Regions from separate parts of the Gossypium hirsutum genome. Here region 1 is linked to region 2. A link is a contact called in public Hi-C data. All regions are on one chromosome and are shown on one strand. Each heading gives the region's core, a stretch centred on a gene start, on an enhancer-like site or on the middle of the called end of the contact. The rest is flanking DNA. Distances are from core to core; before and after follow the strand shown.

Region 1 (3,748 bases), core at 212-2,711, 330 kb before region 2:
TTAAAGTTCCATAGTTCAGCAAACAAAATTGACTGAAACAAATATATCAGCAACAAATCCAGGATGCTATCTTCAACAACAATTACATAAAAAGATTGCTTGACATTGTAATTTTTACCCAAAACTTATACTAGAACCACGATATGAAAGATAAAGGATGTGAGTCTTAGACTGAAAAACTGCAAGGAGAATCAATTTTAAGTGTGCTCAATAAGAACAGAAAATGAGATGAAAAAATATGAAAAGTGACCATTTTCATCCCATGCATAAAAAATATCATTCCAACTTGAAATGATAAGAACAGAGAAAATAAGAGATATAAGTTAAGTGTGCATATTAACAGCACTGCATTTTCTTTGAAATTTTCATTTTCTTTTCTTTCATGCAATTGATGGAAAAGAAATTTTCCTTACCATTATTGCATCTTTCCAATCAAGCACACCAATTAGACCTATCAATTGGGCAGAATGTGTCATCAGATCATTCTGAATCAGGTCAACTCGGGTTTTACAACTTTTGGTTCATTTCAGGCCATGCCAATTTTAAGTTTGGGTCATTTCAGATTTGGATCATTTCAGGGTATGGGTATGGGCTTGGGTTTCCAGTGGTCCAGCCATTACAGGTTTGAATATTTTAAGTTCTAGTCACTTCAAATTCTGGTCAATTCGAGTTCCGGTTGTTGACTTTGGTCAAATTGGATTTGAATTTTAGTTGTTCAAGTTGGTTTTCAGGTTCAGGTATAACACCAATGAATTTTTTATCTTCCTTTTTTCTCCTACTTCATTTTTCCAACTTTCTACCTAATCAACCAAAGCCTGAGAGAATGAATATAGAAAAATGCCAACAGTTTGCATTCTGTTAAAATAAAAATCAAGAATACAGATAAACCATAAATTTAATGGGATGATCGATTCTCGTGAATTCTTCAATTTTTTTAAGAACCTTCTCTAAGGTCACCTAAACAAACTACAATCCAGAAATTATTAAAATATAAAATGATTCAATTCAACATGCAAAAGAAAACATACATTTTCGGATGCGGCTGGCAGGGTAGCCACAAGCACCGCAACGGCTCTTCTGGAGATGGAAGCTACGGCGTCCACATCGAACGCAAAGTGTGTGGGTCTTATTCCTTCGCTTTCCAAAGCTTCCAGTTCCTTTTCCCTAAAAAATATTCAAAATTTAGAGTGAATTTTAGATCCTTCATTAACATGACCAAAAAAAGGGAGAATTAATACACAATAATAATTTATAATACCATTTCTTCTGTCGCAGCTGCTAACAAGAACCCTAGAACTGTGCGGGGATTGAGGGAAAAGTTTTTGAGGAAAATTAGGTTTATGAATCTAAGAAATATATATGTTGATTTTCTGAATATGGGTTCTTAGGGTTCCATTTTAGGGTTGGATTTGGGCTTTTTATTATTATTATGTAGGAAAAATTAATGGATTGTAGTTTCATGATTCAACCCAAATTCTTATTCTCCAATTACTCTTGGAGAGAAATTTGCTGGTTAAAATATGCCATAGCTCCCTATCCTATTTATAAATTTGAAATTTAGTCCTTTTACTTTTTAGATTTCAAAAATCAAATCTAATTGTTAATATTATTAATATTTTTTGTTAAATTTGTTATTGTGATATTTTGAAATTAAAAAAAAACCACAATTAAAAAAAACCACTATGAAGCCATGTAACTAAAAAAATAATGTTGTAATGAACATAAACTTAACAAAATAATTTTAACAGTGTTAGCAGTTGAGCTTGAATTTAGAATTCTAAAAAAAATAGACTAAATTCTTAAAAATAAAATTACATGAGCTAATTTCTAAATTTACGGAGAGTGCAAGAATTTATGACATAGTAACCAATTTTGTTAAGACATAATTGGAACTTTTTGTTGTTAGATTGTTTACTTGGCCATTATGTGTTGATGGATAAGGTTGGGCTGTATTAATGTATGGTAATAACATTATTTAAATTCACTTCTATTTATAAATGATTAGATTGGTTTCAAGATCAAGCTATTTGCTCAAATCTAAAGGTCCATTCAAAATTTAGGAGGATTTGGATAAAATTACTAGGTTCGAAAAATGAGTTTAGCAAAAAAAACTCATTTAAAATATGGGTTAGGCTCGGGCCTTAAATGTTTGAGCCCAATCTTGACTCAGACCAACTCGTTAATCCAAGTCTTTAATATATTATATTGGGTTAATTTTATATGTATTATGTAATTTATAAAATATAAAAATTAATTTTATAGTAATAAGTAATACTATAATGTAAAGATCAAAAAATATTAAGCTGACTATATATAAAAAATTTTATAATTAAAAAAAATAAATCTATTAAATATTAAATTTAAAATAATATAATTTACCTTTTAAAAAATGTATAAAATGGACTTGGGTTAGCTACCTATAAATATGAGTGGGCTTAGGTAATAATTTAGGTTCATATTTAGAGTTGGGTCAAGTTTTGATAAGCACAAAGTAAGTTAATATTATACTTAAGCTTAACTTGAACTCAGTCCAACTAGGCCCATGAACACCTCTATAAATGATTAATCTAAACTCATTTAAGTTCATTTATATATATATATATTAAAATGTTTATATAGAAGTTTTTATTTAATATTTAATAATTTTATATAATTATGTTTTTATTAAATTTTGGAAGCATAATTTAACATATATTTTTAATATTTACATTATAGTATTATGTGTTAATATATATTTTACCCTTTGAATTTGACCTCCTCACCTCTTGTCAAGTAAATTTCAAAGACGAAATTTCTTAAAGGGGAAGAATTATAAAGATTCGATTTCTAGCAATGTTGAAAAATACAGTTTCGAGACTGTAAATATCAAACCGAGTCCGTAAATATTAAATAGGGATATTTACAAAGTTGATATTCATATGAATAGAAATTTTGATAGTAAATTTAGCCAAAATTGTGTTTAATTGAGGTCAAGGAAGTAAATTGTAAAAGTCCAATCGCTATAGATTTTCAATTAGGAAATGACTTAGGGACTTAAATTGCAATTATCAAAATGGTCAAAATGGTTAATAAACCATTTTTAAACATTCTCTGGTTGAAGGTAATGATGATTATAGATTAATTTAGTAAATTAAGATTAATTAAAACTAAAACATGATTAGTTAAAGTTAATTAATCATTAATCTAACTATAAAAATGAGAATTGGTGGATGGAGAGATAACTTCATCTTCTCCAACCGACCATAAGTGAAAAAGAAGAAGAACGCCATTGCTAGGGTATTTGAAGCTTTTAGTCTTTAATTTAAGTCCGTAGCCATTTTTCTTTGATTTTTATAGATTTTTTTCATCTTAGGAGCTTGATTAAGCTAACCCAATGGTCAATTTGATCAAATGGTGAAGTTTTGATAAGATTATATTGTTGATAATTGAATGATTTAGGTTTTAAATTGTTAGAAATTAAGCTTAGTATATGAAAAGGACTAAATTGTAAAGCTTAATTGTTAGTTTCGTACATTGGGGGCCAAATTAAATAAAATGAAAGTTTGTTATGAAATGTCGATAGGAGTAGAAAGTAGAAGGTCCTTAACGAATATATGTGAAATTAGATTTTAATTTGATTTTCTAGATTGAAAGTTTTGTTTGTCTCAGGTTTAGGGACTAAATTGAATAAATTGAAAAATATGAATGACTTTGTAATTGAATGTGATTTGATATTGTGTATTGTTGGATTATTATTTATAGATAAAAA
Region 2 (3,413 bases), core at 429-2,928:
TGGTAAAAGTTGATTACTTGAAATTTTTATGTTGGGTAAACTACATTAATGGTCACTTTTGTTTACCTTAGGTTACATTTTAATCACTTATGTTTGAAATGTTACATTTTAGCCACTTACATTATCCTGTTGTAATATTTTAGTCACTAAGTCGTTAATTGCCGTTAACGGTGTAACAGTAAGCTAAAGTGACACGTTAAATCATCATTTCAAACAAAAAATTTAAGTTAAATTATACAATTAGTCTCCATATTTTTTCGTTTTGAGCAATTTAAAATTTTCTTTTAACATATCAAGAAGTCGAATTGACAGTGAAGAAAGAAGCATGATATGGGTTTTGGTTATAGGCAATGATGGCTTTCAACTTCCTGTTTCTTTCTTCACTGCCAATTCAACTTCCTGATATGTTAAAAGAAATGGAGAAGGTAGGAAAACAGAGGGAGAAACAGAAGAGACTGGAAAAAAAAAGAAAGAAAAGTTTAAAGAACATAAAAGAAAAAAATTAAACTACTCAAAAAGAAAAAAAAATGGGGATCGATTATATAATTTTACCTAAAATTTTTGTTTGAAATGATTATTTAACGTGCCACATCAGTTTATCATTACACCGTTAACGGCAATTAACAGATCAGTAACTAAAATGTTACAACACAATAACATAAATGGCTAAAACGTAACATTTCAAACATAAGTGACTAAAATGTAACATAAGATAAACAAAAGTGACCATGGGTGGAATTTACCATTTTATGTTTTAGTTGGATTTTCATGTTGCGGAAATTATGTATGAATTATTTTTTTAGTAAGACTTAAACTATGAAATAGTATTTAAATTATACACATTTTTGTTAAGTTGATCTTTAAATTTTGTTTTTAGTTATAAGTGATACTTAAATTATGCTCCATTACTCAAATTACTTTAAAAAATACTTTACTAATTATTTTTTGACACATGACACTTTTTAACTAATAAAATCTAAAAAAAATATTAAATATTATTTATTTAAGTTTTTTTTTAATGAAAAACTTAAAATCTATTTGTTTCTATCTTATTTTTCACACAAAAACTTCAATGAAAAAAATTGAAGAGCTCGTAGGAAAACAACTCCAAACCTAATAACCGACAAAAAAACCTTAGATTTCGAGGTTTTTTTTTGTAAACCCGGATTTAAAATTCATGTATTATTTATGTTAAAAATAGCTATCTTCATTCTTTTAGATATTACAAATCAAAGTTATCTTAAAAGAAGTATAATAAAAATAGTTTAAAATGTGCCACAAAATTCTTGAAAATTGAGAATTTAGTCTTTATATTTTTATTTTATAAAATTTAATTTCTCTATTTTTTAAATTTTAAATTTCAGGTCTAACTATTAAACATTGTTAACTTTTATTTTTTTGTTAAATTCGAGTTAATTACAAAGTCTTCTTTTAGTTACATGGCTATTAAGTGAGTTTTTTTTATTTGAAAAATATTATAGCAACAAATTTAACAAAAAAAATTAAAATTATTAATAATTGGACCTAAATTTTGAAATCTAAAAAATAAAGAGACTAAATTCTATTAAAATTTAAGTATATAGACTAAATTCTTAATTTTCGAAAAGTATAGGGACTTGTTGCATATCTTAACCATAAAAATAATATAGGGAGTAAAAGTAGAAGTAACCATATATATCAGCAATAAAACGCCGTCGTGAAACGTTATTGCTTTTTTTTTTAATAAAATAATGTGACCGTTAATTTAAAAATATAGAGAAAAGGACAGCGAGTACAAATGCATATACCCCACTCTCATCACTCTCTTTCCCTCAGCTCTGCGCTGCTCTGCTGCACTATTTGCCTTTGTCTTCTCGTTTTCTCGCTGTTCTATCCTTGGCAGTATCCCACTCTCAATATTTCTAATCCCCAAACGAAATATCTAAAGATAATAGCCGAAAGAACCACCGCGAACGGCGCAGCATTGGGTTTATTTGGCTGTCGGAGCCGGTGGTTGCTAACTGGGCCAATTGTTTCTGCTAAAAATGGGGTGTGCCCAGTCCAGAATAGAGAACGAAGAATCGGTGGTTCGATGCAAGGACCGGAAGAACTTGATGAAAGATGCGGTCGTAACTCGAAACGCCTTCGCCGCCGGTCACTCTGGGTACGCCATTTCGTTGAAGAACACCGGCGCTGCCTTGAGTGACTACGGTCATGGGGAAGCTGAAGAGCCCCTCGAAGAACAACCACGTGGGATTCCTCCACTTGACTCCACTCCTCAGCCGCCTCCTCCGCCTCCTATGATGGACAACCTTCCTCCACCTCCTCCGCTTCCTAACTTCTCCCCTAGCCCCGTCGCTCCCATCAAACGCGCCCTCAGCATGCCAGAAATGCCCATCAAGAGTCGCAAGGAGTTCGATTCTTCTCTCGCTATTGAAGAAGAAGAAGAAGAAGAAGAAAATCATGTAGAAAACGAGGTGCTTGAAAAAAATCATAATGAAGGTCTCAGGAAAGACTCACGAGGGCATAATAGGGAAGATATGACGGCGTCGACATCGGAGAACAACAATGTGACCCACCACCCGCCGCCGATGCCGGAAGCTAAACACATGGCTTGGGATTACTTCTTTATGGTCGACAATAACATGCCGGGTCCGAGCTTGGATTTGGACAACAATGACAACGAGACCGAGGGTAGAAATGCTGAACCTTTCGCTAACAATGTGGGTGGTGTGGGGTTTAATAGCCATGGCGGAGCCGATAGTGAGATTGAGCCCAAGACTCCGGAGAGGCCGGAGAAGGTGGCGGTGGAGGATGATGTGAAGGGGAAACAACAGGTACAGATGGAGCATTCGAAAACGGCTCCGGCAGATTTCATGCGAATGGTGAAGACCGTTTCTAGTGTGAATTTGATGCTGGTTTTGAATGAGATTGATGACCATTTCTTGAAATGCTCAGAGAGTGCTCAAGAGGTTTCTAAGATGCTGGAGGCTACCAGGTTGCATTATCATTCCAATTTTGCTGATAATCGAGGTAACCTGCTTGCTTTTCTAAGTTGCCTAATATGTTTTGATTGTGACAGTTTAGGTTTTCCCTGTTTCCTGTTCTGCACCTAGTTGAATTTCATAAATTTAGGTTTTCACTGCAATTTTATGTGAACGACTGTTTGGATCTGGGGGAAACTTTTCTTTTTTGTATTTTTAAATGATTTAATGGACTTTTTGTGTAAAGTGGTGTCTTTGCATTTAGATCTTGTTGTGCTTTACCTTTATGTTTTAATCTGGCCTTGACCTTACATCTTTATACTTTATTCTTTACCACAAAACAAAGCTGCTATTTTTTATCGAGTAAAATGGAATAGTTGAAATGATCTCAAAGTTATTAATTTTTTGTGCAGATCTTGTCCTGCAATTTGTAGTTGCAATTAGAAAGAG

The links. A called contact is a pair of places that touch in the nucleus more often than the background predicts.
Region 1: a Hi-C map of leaf shows a contact between it and region 2, with 1.7 times the contacts expected there. The contact joins the promoter of LOC107901560 here to the promoter of LOC107901557 in region 2. A contact is called at or near these places in 10 of 34 Hi-C or Micro-C datasets (callus, leaf and seedling).

Annotation. Positions count from the first base shown.
Region 1 is chrD06:21,744,502-21,748,249 of Gossypium_hirsutum_v2.1, reverse strand. It overlaps LOC107901560 (60S ribosomal protein L37-1), which reads right to left and starts at 1,461. Exons shown (of 4, transcript XM_016827616.2): 1 at 1,259-1,461; 2 at 1,029-1,164. The coding sequence starts at 1,261.
Region 2 is chrD06:21,415,547-21,418,959 of Gossypium_hirsutum_v2.1, reverse strand. LOC107901557 (protein ROLLING AND ERECT LEAF 2) reads left to right here and starts at 1,678. Exons shown (of 4, transcript XM_016827612.2): 1 at 1,678-3,012. The coding sequence starts at 2,025.